3 separate regions of the Mus musculus genome follow, and regions 2 and 3 are each linked to region 1. Evidence: chromatin contacts called from public HiChIP or PLAC-seq data. All regions are on one chromosome and are shown on one strand. Each heading gives the region's core, a stretch centred on a gene start, on an enhancer-like site or on the middle of the called end of the contact. The rest is flanking DNA. Distances are from core to core; before and after follow the strand shown.

What was found. HiChIP or PLAC-seq counts read pairs in DNA pulled down with a chosen protein or histone mark.
Region 2: an H3K27ac HiChIP or PLAC-seq map of embryonic stem cells shows a contact between it and region 1, with 18 read pairs. The contact joins two enhancer-like sites. A contact is called at or near these places in 3 of 484 Hi-C or Micro-C datasets (embryonic stem cells and muscle stem cells), 13 of 115 datasets of contacts at active chromatin or transcription factors (CD8 T cells, bone marrow-derived macrophages, differentiating embryonic stem cells and 4 more) and 1 of 9 other capture datasets (embryonic stem cells).
Region 3: a contact with region 1 is called in an H3K27ac HiChIP or PLAC-seq map of embryonic stem cells, with 18 read pairs. The contact joins two enhancer-like sites. A contact is called at or near these places in 1 of 15 datasets of contacts at CTCF or cohesin (the NIH/3T3 cell line), 2 of 484 Hi-C or Micro-C datasets (muscle stem cells and nephron progenitors), 20 of 115 datasets of contacts at active chromatin or transcription factors (CD8 T cells, bone marrow-derived macrophages, cardiomyocytes and 7 more) and 1 of 9 other capture datasets (embryonic stem cells).

What each region holds. Positions count from the first base shown.
Region 1 is chr17:70,889,626-70,894,502 of GRCm38.p6, forward strand. All of the region lies in intron 1 of Gm26510 (a long non-coding RNA gene), which reads right to left. Among named protein-coding and RNA genes, the nearest start is that of Gm52315, 20 kb to the right of the region's middle. Within about 2 kb of position 2,941, at least 37 of the 459 cell types and tissues checked have an H3K27ac peak or open chromatin away from gene starts, as enhancers often do. A contact at or near this core is called in differentiating embryonic stem cells, embryonic stem cells and muscle stem cells, where this site is marked.
Region 2 is chr17:70,735,625-70,740,501 of GRCm38.p6, forward strand. All of the region lies in intron 6 of Dlgap1 (DLG associated protein 1), which reads left to right. Among named protein-coding and RNA genes, the nearest start is that of Gm36746, 20 kb to the left of the region's middle. Within about 2 kb of position 2,702, at least 213 of the 459 cell types and tissues checked have an H3K27ac peak or open chromatin away from gene starts, as enhancers often do. A contact at or near this core is called in differentiating embryonic stem cells, embryonic stem cells and muscle stem cells, where this site is marked.
Region 3 is chr17:70,752,928-70,757,804 of GRCm38.p6, forward strand. All of the region lies in intron 6 of Dlgap1 (DLG associated protein 1), which reads left to right. Among named protein-coding and RNA genes, the nearest start is that of Gm36746, 38 kb to the left of the region's middle. Within about 2 kb of position 2,219, at least 194 of the 459 cell types and tissues checked have an H3K27ac peak or open chromatin away from gene starts, as enhancers often do. A contact at or near this core is called in differentiating embryonic stem cells, embryonic stem cells and muscle stem cells, where this site is marked.

The DNA of each region.
Region 1 (4,877 bases), core at 1,691-4,190:
GCAGCAGAAGAGGCTGTGTGTGTGTGTGGGGGGGGGGGGGAGGTGGTTACCCTGACCCAGCTCGGTCACCTCTGCGAAGCACCTGGGTTAGGCCCATCCACATAGAACTTCAGTGTCTACATCCTCAAGCTTAGCATAATTTTGCATTTCCGACATGTGAAGCGACAAGTTCAGCTTTTAGAACAGTGAGAGAGATGGCTCAGAGAGTAAAGGCGTTTGCTGCCAAGCCTAGTGACCTAAGTTCAATTCCCAGGACTAATGCAGTGGGAAGAGAAAACCAACCCTAGCGTGCATACATGCACACATACATATGTTCACACGCGTGTGCACGCGCGCGCACACACACATACATTCACGCGTGCATGCACAGAGTTATAGACACAAACACAGAGTCAGAAATAAATATAATTTAAAAAAAATCACTCCCTTTGGTCCACTGACCCTGTGTCCAGCCCCACTTGGCCTGGGTACTTGTGTTGACTCTCCCTTTGTACCACTAGGATGGTTTGCACTGCTTCTGTAAGTGACATCTGTCAGGTCCTTGGTGACTTTCATGAACTATGCCCTTGATGGTCAAGAACACTTTCATGAACAGAGAATCAATAAGGAGAGTTGATCCTGTAAACTCGTGTGGTTTTGTTTTTGTTTTTTGTTGTTTTTTTTTTTCTGGTCCAAGAAAGCAGTGAACCATTTTCTCCAGGTTGCCTTAGGCTGGTTAGAGAACTGAAAACTCACCCACTGTTTCCAACTGTGTGTCTTTGTGTATACTTACACACTGAAAACGGTTAAGATTTACTCTCTGGGTGTGATGGCGCATGCCTTCAAGACCAGCTTGATTTACACACAGAGTTCTATAACAGCCAGGGCTATGTAAAAAGAAAAGAGACCTCCCCCGCCACCCCACCCCAAGCTGGGCAGTGGTGGCGCATGCCTTTAATCCTAGCACTTGGGAGGCAGAAACAGTCGGATTTCTGAGTTTAAGGCCAGCCTGGGCTACAGAGTGAGTTCCAGGACAGCCAGGACTATTCAGAGAAACCCTGAAAAACAACAACAAAAAATTCACTCTAGCAGACGGCTCGTCAGTTTTATATGATTTACAGCTTACAACCGCCTATAACTCCAGTCCCAGGGGACGCAACATCCTCTTTGGACTCTGAGGGCACCTGCACTTGACATGTGCACATTCACAGACACATGCATTCACATAATTAAAAATAAAACAGCCTTAGCTGGAGGCACTGCTCAGCGGCTGAGGGTGCTTGCTGCTCTGTCAGAGGACTCAAGCTGTGTTTTCAGCGCGCCCATTTTTGGTGGCTAATAATCACCTGTAACTCTAGTTCCAGGGATCAGATATCCTTTTCTGGGGGGGGGGGGGAATTACACACAAACAAAATAATTATTTTAAAATTAAATAATGTTTATTAAAAAGATGTACTACTTGAGAGCCCTTGAGGTAGACAGCAGCGTTCCTGGTGTGTTAGTCCTGATGCTGCGTGTTAGACCCCCAGAATCTACTCATTCGGTAACCAAAATGGTACTTCTTGAACAATATCACTCCACTTTCCCAAACTCCACTGTCTGGAAACCACCTTTCTATTCCCAGTTAGGAGTCCCACTCAGCCACTGTGCACATATAAATGAGGTCATACAGCACTCCTGACCCTGGCTTCTGTCACCGCACTTCCCCGTGTGGATGGCACACTTTCATCCATTCACCTGTGGACACGCACACTGGTCATTTCCCGTACCTGTGCTGTGGTAAGAAATCCTGCATTAAGCCGGGTGTGGTGGCGCACGCCTTTAATCCCAGCACTCGGGAGGCAGAGGCAGGCGGATTTCTGAGTTTGAGGCCAGCCACCAGGTCTACAGAGTGAGTTCTAGGACAGCCAGGGCTACACAGAGAAACCCTGTCTTGAAAAACCAAAAAAGGAAAGAAAGAAAAAAAAAGAAAGAAAGAAATCCTGCATTAAGTAAGTTCAGGTGCCTCTCTGACAAATGCCAGTCTTTCCTGCGCTCTTCTCTGGTCTTTAATGCCTTTGAATCTCCTTGCTGGAATGGGGAGTTATAGACTGCTGAGAGCTGCCATATGGGTGCTGGGACTTGAATCTAGGTCCTCTGGAAGAGTAGCCAGTGCTCTTAAAGATAATCATACTTCCCTACGGGTTTTAGAAAAGATTCAAGATAGTAAGTATATGTAACCTATTAGTACTTGGTTTTTATTTTATTTTTAGACCACGAGTCTCAGGCAGGCTTGCCTTAAACTTAAAAAATATCTAAAAGATATTTATTTTATTTTAATTCTGTCTGTGTGTCTGTGTGCATGTGAGTCCTGGTAGCTGAGGAAGCCAGACTGTCTGGAGCTAGAGTCACAGAAGGTTTGAGCCACCTGGTGTGGGTCCTCGGCAAGAGCAGTACTTGCTCCCAACTGCTGAGGCTCTTTCTAGCCCCTCCTTGAACTTCTGAGCCGCCTGCCTCCTTTTACTTCTTGGATCACAGGCACAGTCCATCTTGAAAGGCTCACGCAATGCTGGGGATGGAACCCGGGACTTCATGTACATAGTCCACCAACTGGGCCACATCCCCAGACCTGTCTTTTCCAAAAGGAAATACAAAAAGTAGGACCTTGAGGAAAAAAAAATCACCACTTACCATAAAGGATGGGCTGTACAGAAGAAATAAAAGATTGAAGCGACACAGAAGGAGATTTTAAGCTGACCCTCAGGCTGTCTGCTGGAAGTGCTCCTGATTGTGCCTGGTGCACAGCTCTGTGCCGGGCAGCCTCCTGGCCCTCAATCACTGTGTATGGCTTCCTATGAAAACTTCAAAGCAATCCGTTCCTTTGACTCTGGTACCCAGTTGACTGAGCGCTTTTACGCATAAGGCTGCCCTGTTGTTGCAACTCACCGAGCCCTTGAGTGTAAAATCACCATGGCAGCCATAATTTCATCTGGAGAGCCTGGGATTTATGAGGTCATTTTCCCTTTAGTTCACCCCTCCAGATCTTCTCCACCCTCTCTCGCTTTTCAGTTCCCACCATGGCTCACCAGCAAGCAAAGCAAAAACAAAGGGAAAGGCGTTCACAAAGTAACTCACAGCTGTTGCTCCTTTCCCCGGAATTACTAAGAGAGGAGGGAAAAAAAATAGACAGGAAAAGCCAAGCCACGGGACCCCCACATCTCTTATAGGATGCTTGTCCTGACAGATACTTGAGAGTAAAAGTCCTTCAGCTAGCCTTCAGCCACAGGCAGTAAGAGCCAAAGGAGCAAGGATCCGGCCAGGACACATTTCCATACCAAAGAGTGTGAGGGGTGGGACAGTTGTGGCTTTGCCTCCTCAACAAAACATCCTTCTTTTACCCTAGAGAATTTGTCTTCCCAGATCCCAAAGGATCGCCACGGGACCCGCTACCAAGGCAGATACATAATCCATCTGCCCCAACCAATCATGCCAACCCAGCCACGTTTACACAGTGCAACTGGGCACTGCCCCAGGCAAGTACAACTGCACCCAAGAGATCTTCTGGGAAATCTGGGGAGGGTCTCCCTCTCGAAGCTTGAGTCATAGGCTATTTATGACTGGGGCAGGTAGAAGCCTTCTTCCCGGTAACATATGAGCTGTGTATTTGGATCAGAAGAGAATGAGGCCACAGGCAAAGAGAAACAGAGACAAATAAACCCGAGAGGAAGAGTGGGAAACACAATCTTGATGACATCATTTAAGCACCTGAATGCACCCGTGACTAAAGCCTTTGTTTGGTTAAGCACACTGTGAAGGTCTTAACTGAGTTCTGAGTTTCCCATCCCATGCTCAGCTCCAAGAAAAAATTTATTTTTAATTGTGTGTGTGAGTGTGTGTGTGTGTGTGTGTGTGTGTGTGTGTAATGCACACGTGTGTGTGGTTCTCATGGAGCCCAGAGGGGTCAGATCTCCCTGGAGCTGGAGTTATTAGGTTATTGTATAAACAGCTAAGAGCAACCCAGCTATGGGCTGGCTGGGAACTGAACTTAGGTCTACAAGAGTATCTTGTGGCCTGCAGAGACGTCTCTCACTGACAGCTTCTCTCAAGCCCCATCGCATAAAGGTTGAAAGAAAGGAAACTGACTTTGCGGATCCAGGAGGAGATTTTGGACAGGAGCGACCATCAGTGATGGAGAGGATGAGGAAGTCTGACCTAGAGAGAGAGAAAGAGTTTTAAGATTAAGTGAGGTGGGAAAATTCCTGCAACTGGTGGCAGCAACCATGAACTTGAACCCTCACTGAAAAAAAAAAAAAAAAGGAGAAAAACATGGCTTTGATCCCAGCACTCCTGACACAGAGGCAGGTGGATTGCTGTGAGTTTGAGGCCTGCCTGGTCTACATCCTAGTTCCAGGGGAGCCAGGGCTATACAGTGAGGCCCTGTCTTTAAAAATAAATAAATGAAAAGTTGGAGAGATGGCTCAGCGGTTAAGAGCACTCGCTGCTCTTCCAGAGGTCCTGTGTTCAATTCCCAGCAACCACATGGTGGCTCACAACCATCTGTAATGGGATCTGATGCCCTCTTCTGGTGTGTCTGGAGACAGCGACAGTGTGCTCATATACATTAAAAAAAATATATTTCCTGGTATGAAACTACCTTACTGTGCTAAAGGTCCCAGAACAGGGCAACAAAAGGCAAAGGCTTTGTACCTGGATGAAGATGGCAGTTTTATGTGGGGAGCAGTTGGTGCTCCAGGATCTTTAGGAGATTAAATTAATGGAGTCCCGCTGAAGTGGATTGTGGGGCCTGTCCTCTCTGCTCTCATTGGCCATCCTCCCCAAAAGCCTAAATGGCTGGCTGGCCTCAATCAAACTCATGAAGATCTACCTTCCCCTTAGTACTGCGAATAGAGATGTGTACA
Region 2 (4,877 bases), core at 1,452-3,951, 150 kb before region 1:
TCTAGGAAGAATTAATATTGCTGTGACAAAACACCATGGTGAGAAACAACTTGAAGAAGAAACGGTTTCTTTGTCTTGCATTTCCACATCACTGGTCATCACTGAAAGAAGTCAGGACAGGAACTCAAACTGAGCAGAACCTGGAGGCAGGAGCTGATGCAGAGGCATGGAGGAGTGCTGCTTCCTGGCTTGCTCCTGATGGTTTGTTCAGCCTGCTTTCTTTTAGAACCCAGCACCACCTGAGGGGGTGACCCCGCCCACCATGGGCTGGGCCCTCCCACATCAGTCACTAATTAAGAAAATGCCCGATCCCTGGATCTTATGGAGGCATTTTTCCCTATTGACGCGCTCCCTTTCAGGTGACTCTAGCCTGAGTCAAACTGACATTAAACGAGCCAGGACAGGAACACTTATCTAAGCCATAGCAGGGGACATGAACTGATGGGACTTCTGGGATGCTGACCCATTCTGTACCTTGGCCTGGAAAGTAGTTATAAAATGACCTTTCTGTAATTGTTATTTAAGAATATTATAAGGCTGGAGAGATGGCTCAGCCGGTAAGAGCACTGACTGCTCTTCAGAAGGTCCTGAGTTCAAATCCCAGCAACCACATGGTGGCTCACAACCATCTGTAAAGAGATTTGATGCCCTTTTCTGGAGTGTCTAAAGACAGCTACAGTGTACTCACATATAATAAATAAATAGATATTTTTTTAAAAAAAGAATATTATAGAATAGCCGGGCGTGGTGGCGCACGCCTTTAATCCCAGCACTCGGGAGGCAGAGGCAGGCGGATTTCTGAGTTCGAGGCCAGCCTGGTCTACAAAGTAAGTTCCAGGACAGCCAGGGCTATACAGAGAAACCCTGTCTCGAAAAAAACAAAAACAAAAAAAAAGTGCTTAAAGTATATGATTTCATATATGTGTATGTATATGTGTATATGTGTGTGTGTGTGTGTGTGTGTGTGTGTGTATGTGTGTGTGTATCAATTGCCAAGTCATACAAACACCTCCATGACCTAAAAATGAACATCTCCCTATAGCACTCTCTCTGCCAGTGGTCCTTTGGTTGTGACCCTCACAGAGGTCACATATCAGATGTTTATTTACATTGTGCACCATAACAATAGCAAGACTACAGTTGTGAAGTTGCAACAAAATAATTTTATAGTTGGGAGTCACTGCAACTTGAGAAACGGTATTAAAGGTTTAATTAAGCATTAAGCAGGTTGAGAACCACTGTTCTATCCCAATGCAAACCTACCTAGTGTCCCTAATAAATATTAGAAGCCTCTACCATAACGAGCTTAAAGCCAGACACTTTCTACTGCGAAGGCTTAACCAAACCTAATCGCCTGGAACACAGTTTGTCTCTGTCGGCAATGACTGACTTGGAGGCTTTGCTTCTCCGTGGAGCAGAGAGCAGATCGTTGAAGGTCGCTGTCCTGAAGAAGCTGGCGCACAGGAAGCAGTGAGCGTCACCTGGGCCAAGTGCCTCAGCTGGAACACCACTTCTTTCCACCATTCCCCAGCCACTCCACCCAACACACTCACAAGCACATACCCACCAACCAATGGTAGACACTGCAAAAGAAAACGCCACTCAGCTGCACAAGAGCAAATTGGTGGAGCATGGTAGCTCCTTGTACAATATATGTTTATACATATGTGTGTTTATATATATACATATATATGTATATTAGAGAGAGAGAGAACAGACAGGCTCAGAACACACTATATAACCATGAACTTATTTTGATCCTCCTGCTCAGCTTCTTAAATGGTGATATTACAGGCAGGAGCTATGATGCCCAGCCTGAAGAGACGTTAGTAGTCATAAATTGGATGAGCATGTGATAATGGGGTGCTGTACAACTAAGCAGCAGGGTATGGAGCTCTCTGCTCGGGAGACAGGGATGAGAACTGGGACTTCCCACAGACATTACCTCATGGTCTCAGCAGGGGGAGCAGAGGCGCTTTGCCCACACTTCACAGCCAGAGGCTCCTGGCTGGTTTTCCCTTTTGTGCTGTGAGTGGTAGGTGGAGTTTCCTTCTGTGAGCATCCCCGAGGACCATTTGTTTTGGCTTTTAGAACAGGAAGGGGGCACGGGGTGCGGGGAAAGCTACATGTGTGGGAGGGAATTTATGTTTCTTAGTAGTTGAATTCTTTTTCTCCTGAGGTAACCTGGGGTGAGGTGACCCATCTCTCCCTCTAGTTAAGGTAGTGACCCTCAATCTTCGTAAAGCGTCCACCCTTTAAAACAGTTCCTCGTGTTGCTGTGGCTCCCAACCCAAAGATTATTTCTGTTGCTACTTTGTAACTGTGAATTTGCTACTGTGATGAATCATGATGTAAACATCTGTTTTCCTACTTCTTATTCTAACCCCAAAGGGATCTCGACACACATGTTGGGAACCACTGAGTTAGAGGAATCGGAAACGTGCAGGAAAACTCCTTTATACCTGTTAGTCCCCTCTGATCTCTAACTGTGGATGAGATGACGCCTAAGGCGTAAAAGTTCTTCAGGGAAAAATGGATGGGCTTGTAGAACAGAGGAGGTAGCCCGTGAGAGGTGGATGGTGAGTATCCTGCAAAAATGGCCTTATAGCTCAGGAAATATGACGCAGCAGGATAGAACCTGCCAGGTGGGCAGAGCAGTCAACTTTGAAATCCCAGAGGCCAGCCCAGCCCTTCCGGTTTCCTGGAATGCTGTCCTTGTCACGTGGTGGTTGAGGAAAAACCCTGCAACAGCAACAGGGAAGCTGGAGTGACCCTCGTCCGCCACTAGGGGGCAGAGAAGCCGAGTGACTCGTATAAAGATACACATGCCAGGCTGAACCACCCCCCACCCCCCATCCCCACCCCGAGTCAAGGACTCACAGCCGGTATAGGCTGGCTCGCATAGCACAAGAGCCCACTGTCTCGCGGCCCAAAGCTGACGCCCTACCACTCAGACCAACAGTTGTGTGTCATGAGGAAGGTGGGACAGAGGTGACTCAGGGAAAAGCTGTTTTCCCCAACCCTGGCATTCGGTTAATCTCATTTCAAACCCTGTCACTCACCCAGAAAGACTGCTCAGCCTGCCTTACTTCCGCTGCTGGAGCCCTGGAATGTGGCAGCAGCAGCTGTCAGGGTGATGTGGAGGCCCAGCTGGGGTGGAGAGAGGAAAGGTACCACCCAAGGGTCGTCAGAGGATTGGAAGCAGTGAGGAGACCCATCCATCACTCAGTCGGGTCCAGCGCCACCCCACCTTACTGAGAAAGCTGCAGAAGGTGGAAGCCACCTCAACCCTATTTTTCTTCACGTGATAGAATGGAGACCGGGGCCTTTCGCATGCTAAGCAAGCATATAGACTGCATTGCCAGCCCTGATGTATTTTAGGTGCTGCTAATACTGAGTTTCTTCGCCGGGCGTGGTGGCGCTCCCAGCAGAGGCAGGCAAGGCCAGCCTGGTCTACAGAGTGAGTTCCAGGACAGCCAGGGCTACAAAGAGAAACCCTGTCTCAAAAAAACAAAAACAAAACAAAAAAATACTGAGTTTCTTCATGGATGTGTGAACAGAAGAGTCTCTAGGGTTGGGAGGTGTGACTCCTCCGTAGTAGAGCATTTGCCCAGCATGTGCAAGGTTTTCGGAGCTCAGCATCACAGAAAAGATAAAGGGAGGGGAAGAGAGAGAGAGAGAGGTTCCTTATGTATATGAAAGTATGCATCTATAGGGATCATGAATGCAAACAAAGCTTGGGAAATAAGGACTGATGTCAGCAGATATAAACAAGAAGACTCGTAACTGTGGCTTCTTATGTGGTGTTAGCCTTTCCTGTACACGGTCTTTGTTTAAACCTCAAGATTCCATCAGGGCAGCACCTTCAACACTGACATCGGGCAGTTGAGAGCCCATGCGCCTCTGATTACCCAGCTGACTTGATGCAGCTAGTTAGTGCCAACATTCTAATCAGTGTCTGTGTGATTCAAGCTGGGCTGGAGGAATGACCTCATGTGTGTGCTGGAAGTGAGTGTGTGGGCTGGAGAGATGGCTCAGCGGTTAAGAGCAGCACTGACTGCTCTTCCAGAGGTCCTGAGTTCAATTCCCAGAAACCACACGATGGCTCACAACCATCTGTCATGGGATCCAATGCCCTCTTCTGGGGTGTCTGAGGACAGCGACAGTGTACTCATATACATAAAATAAATAAATAATTCTTTAAAAGAAAAAGTGGGTGTGTAATATTTCCAACCAGCCAGGGAAGGGTTGCTGCAGGCAACAGGGAGAGGGAAAAGTCGAGAGTGAATGTATCCCTTCTGCCTGACCATATATAAACATACTTAATTTATATCGATGAATCTGTAGATATGATGTGTATTTATTATTAGCCTATATTTGTGCACATGTGTACTTGTGTATGTATATAGATATACAGATGGATGGATGGATAGATGGACAAGTGGGTGTAACTAAAGTAATCCAGTCACAGAAGGGGACAGATAATGTTACAGTAAAAAAAAAAAAAAAAAAAAAAAATCTTTGTAAAGGGAATAGAATCTATAGACTGCGTAATAATCCAACCTTCCAACTGGGCCAGATCCTTCACTGGGCCAAAGGAGCATCCCTAGGAAAGCAGCCTCACCTTAAACCACGCTAGAGAGAGAGGTCGAATAATTAGTCCTTTAATAAGATGCTGTGCTTTTCTCTCCAGAGTCCCCACCCCTAGGGCAGTAGCTTGCTGGCCACAGGGCTGCAGCATCTCAGGCTTATAGCTTGTAACCCTTCTGAATTATTTGGGAAATTCTACCTCTTCTCTCTCTCTCTCTCTCTCTTTGCTTTTTGGGTTTTTTTGTTTTTGTTTTTGTTTTTGTTTTTGTTTTTGTCGAGACAGGGTT
Region 3 (4,877 bases), core at 969-3,468, 140 kb before region 1:
TAGTTTTCTGAGACAAATATTCAACTTGTAGCACAGGCTGGCTTTCCATTTGCAATCTCCCCTGCCTCAGCCTCCTGCATGGTAGGAATTATGTGGACATACACCAAGCAAATACTTGTTATACTGTCTGTATATAGAGAATAGCAAAGAAAAGTCTGTGCGTGTTCAAAAATGAGTCAATTCAAGACAGATCAGATTAGATTAAAGGCCGGTTTCTTGGGAAGCTGCTCTGGAGGTGGGGGGAGACGGGGAGGGGAGAAAGAGTCCTCATACAAAGAGGGAAAAGGAGAGGAAAGAGAGAGACCCAAACGTCAGGATTAGATAGGAAGGAGCCACTAAGGGAATGGCAGCCCAGCCCTGGACTGGAAAATTCAATGATGGGAGCAGGGTATGCCAGGTAGGGAGTGAGGGATGCTGGGAGAACCTGGAGGCCAGGTCTGCTTTGATATATATACACCTCAGTTGCTTGTCCAGGGGTTCAAAACCAAACACTTGAACTTCTGATATTCCTGAGCTACAGGTATGTGCCACCACACCCAACGGGCAGCCGGCTTTTGTCAAAACTCAGTCTGCCCTGAGGGCTTGGTAGACCAGCTGCCCAAACAGGAAGCCTTATATAATTCTGTAACCCTGACCTTGGGCCCTGAATCTCTCTCTTCTGTAAACAGTCCATTCAACTCAGGAAGGCCTGTAGGCCAGACGGGGACATATTTTGAAAAACACACAATTACAAATGCTGAAAAAGAAAAAAAGAAAAAAGAAAAAAACAAAACAATTCCCTAAGCGTAAGAGGAAGTGACTGTGTCTGAGTCAGGGGTAGAAAAAAATCCAGAAAGTCATGGAACAAATGGCAATGACATCTTCCTGGTGATGAATGTGCCAGGACGGCCGTCTGTGTGCACAGTTGACTCAATAGCACCTGTTGGCAAAGCCGGGAGATGAAGTGCTAAAGAGATCGTATTCCCATCTGGGAACAACACCCGCTGCCTGGGAAATTAGTAACCCTGAAGACCGAAATGTCCCTCCCGATTTCAACACACGGTTCCCTGGCTCTAGAAAGGCTGTGTGGTTCACACAGGCCAGCGGCCCTACCAAGCTTACTCAGACCCCCCGGCCTTAACCTTTGCCCTTACACGATGTGGGCAAAAACAACTCTAACATCTCATGGTTTCAGGCATGGGCTGGTTTTGGCTTATAGTATTATTTGATTGTCAAGCTTCGTGGAGGTCTATACTACAGGGCTCAGACCTTAACCCCTGGACCCCGCGCCTTCTGAAGAGACACCTCCAGCATTCTTCAGTGTCCTCTAATTTAGTTAATTAATGAAAGTTTCTGAGAGGACCAGGTACTTTGATCTGAACCTCTCAAGCTTCCGTGTACCGTTTCCAGATGCAGAGCCAGGAAGCGCTGGGTCCTGTGGGCTAACAGCGACTCGGGACTGGGCCTCCATTTCTGCCCAACATTGGAAAGGGGGTAGGGCAGTGTCTAAGAGGATCAGACAGCCTAAAAACACAGCCGCTGGCATTTTACTGGGTGTAGCTGCAGTCTGGGAAGCTGATCTGGCAGTGTGGAAATCTTCAGTAATCCTTATAACACAGGAACCCAGCAGGGCTGACTGGGAAAGCTTCAAAACCCAAAAGGTGTCTGTATGTGGAATATACGAGACAAACAGGGAAAATGGGAGTAATTACAGCAGGAATCACGTTTTGTTGATGCTTTTTCAAGACAAAGCCTGAGTAAGGAGTCCAGGCTGGTCTTGAACCCTGGTCTTCCCACATCGGCCTCAAAAGGAAGAAATCACAGGCCCGAGCCTCCTGCAATGTTTACCAGACCCTGTTCCCAGTATTCTCCCTCACTGATTCTGGGGAGGAGGGGGGCGTCTGAGTCCAGAGGTTTCATTCCGTGGATAATTGTCAATGTGCTTAAATAAAAGTGAAGACTCTCTACAGGTAGATCTGCTAGCGTTTACCTTTAATTTCCGCACTCAGGAGACAGAAGCAGCCTAGTCTACATAGTGAGTTCCAGGACAGCCAAGGCTAAATATCTACCATATCTCGAAAACAACAACAAAAATGGGGACATTTTGAATGGATTCCATCTCTGCACCAGAGACAGGTCGGCACACTTCCACAAAACTTACCAGCGGGAACTGCCGCGGAGTTCCGAACACGTGCATGTTGTTCCGATGTTGGCCACCAGGGCGTGCGAGAGAGCAGGACAGCCTGCAGCACTTAAGTTTGTTTTCCCAGACTTTGTCTTGGGAGGGAGGAGGTTGGGTGCGGGGGCAGTTAGGCGAGATGCAGCTGGCTCAAAAACAATCCGTTTGTTCCCTGAAATTATCCCACTCGCCTTTTAGAAGTCAAAGGTTGCCACGTTACCTGTTGCCAGGTTCCTAAGAGTGCTCGGGGGAAAATGTGGGTGAGAATGGCTCTCCTGAAGCCTGGTGGGGTTTCAAGCTTTGCCCAACACTGACGCTGACATTTGGAGGGCAGCTGCGACGGATCTGAGTCTAGTTTGGTTGCAGGTCTAATAGAGTGGCTGTGACTTACATCCTTTACAGGCATCAAGTGCCTGGGGCTTCCCCCCACCCCACCCCCTTCTTTTAATGGCACTTAGCTTTCAGATTCCTCCCCTCCCGGGATTTCTATACAGTGCACGCTCTGTGCAAACCAGCCACGCCTCCGGAATTCCAAGTTTTGTAGCAACCTTTTAGTTGGGAATATATATGTATTATGTTTTTATATATAGATATGAATCCCAAACATTGCGTCCAAGAGACAAGCCTTTCCTTTCTTCCTGCCTCTGAGAACAATGTTTTGTTTGATTAGCCCGGGCAATGGGGCTCTCCCTCGAAAAGGCGGGGGCTATCAGTTGAATAGATCTTCAAGCCAGACATGCCGAGGCTTGGGGCGTTTGTCTGGCATTAGGAAGTGTCTGGGATCCTGGTAATCACCAACTGGCGAGGGTGTGGATGACTGCAAGAGTTATTGCCGGCCCCTCCCTCCTCGGCTCGCTCAGAGCCGCTTCCCCCCCCCCCCCCATTCAGTGACAGGGAAAAGTGTTTTCCGTGGAGGATGCCTTGAGTGGAAGTCATTCTCACACAGGCACCTCCCAGGAGCCAGAATGCATACTAACTACTGTGGGGTGCACTGTACCTCCCAGAGGTGGGCTGGCAAGCGAGTGCGCCTCACCAACCACCAGGATCTCTCTGGGTGGCCTGAAAAGGGGGAAGCTGTAAATATTTTTGAAATAGGGCAGTAATTTTTCCATGTGGACTCTGTTGGGCAGAGATTTTGCAAGGTTTTGTTAATTTTTTAGAACTTATATATACTTAGGTATTTTCTCTTTTTAAAATTGTTTGTTTGTTTGGTAGTTCTGAGGATTAAAGGCAGACCTTTTTGAGACTGCAGCAAGATTTCTACATAGCCCTGGCTGTCCTGGAACTTGCTATGTAGACCAGGCTGGCCTCAAACTCACAGGGATCCGCCAGCTGGAGAGATGGCTCAGAGGTCCAGAGCACTTGCAGAGGACCTGTGTTCCATTCCCAGCACTTACGTGAGGGCTTTTGACCATCCCGACACCAGCTGCACGGGATCCGGTCCACAGGCAGCAGGTATGCATGTGGTGGACAGAATACACAGGGGGGGGGGCGGGGGGGGAGGTAAAAATCATATGCATAAATTTAAATAAATCTTTTAAAGAAAGAAAGAAAATTGTCTGATCTGTGCTTGTGCGCCTTCCCAGGAAATGAGTCGTCACTACAGAATAATGTCCTTCTGTTCTGTGTATGAACAATGTGTGACTACACATCTTACAGATTTGTTTTGTTTGTTTATTTGTAATATTACACACACACACACACACACACACACACACACATACACATCATGTAGGCATCAAGCTCACAGAAATCTGCCTGCCACTCTAGTGTCAGGATTAACCACTAAGCCTGATGTTTTTGTTGTTGCTGTTGTTAATTAAAACTGCATCTATTTATTTTGTATGTGTATGGGCATATGCATGCCACGATGTGCATGTGGAAGCCAGAGGACAACTTTTGAGAGTCGGTTGTCACCTTCTGCCATGTGGGTCTCTGGGGATCGACTCAGGCTGTGAAGCTTGGCAGCTGGTGTGTTTACGATCGAGCCCTCTCTCAGACTCATGCAGGTCTTGTTCTTTTAATTTCTCTCGTTTGTTTTGTATGCACTTGTGTGATCTCATATGTGCGATCTGGTGTGCATTGGAAGATCAGAGTACCACTTGCAAGATCTGGTTCTTTCTCTCCACCACGTGGTTTTAGGGTGAACTTGATTAATAACTGCTTTTATACAAGTTCAGTCTGGTAGCAGCCTGGGACTCAAGGGGAAAACTGTAGGTTAGCAAGCTTGTGGTCCTGGGTTCAAAGATCTAATACCACAGAAACAACACCAATAAAAGTCCCTCGCAGGGCTGGTGAGATGGCTCAGTGGGTAAGAGCACCCGACTGCTCTTCCAAAGGTCCAGAGTTCAAGTCCCAGCAACCACATGGTGGCTCACAACCATCCATAATGAGATCTGACTCCCTCTTCTGGAGTGTCTGAAGACAGCTACAATGTACTTTCATATAATAAATAAATCTTTAAAAAAAAAAAAAAAAAAAAAAAAAAAAAAAAAAAGTCCCTCGCAGACACCTGCACAAACTAGCTCATACACACACTTATTCACATAATTTAAAATAAATCTTAAGTGGGGACAAAGAGACCAACAAGAAGGTGGTCCCTGCCCCTGCTCGCCTGTGTGTTCAATGACCACCTAACATCTGTCCTTAGGAGCTGACAGAGGATGACCAAAGTGGGCAGAGTCTACATGAACTTCCAGAAAGCCTTCTCCTGACCCAC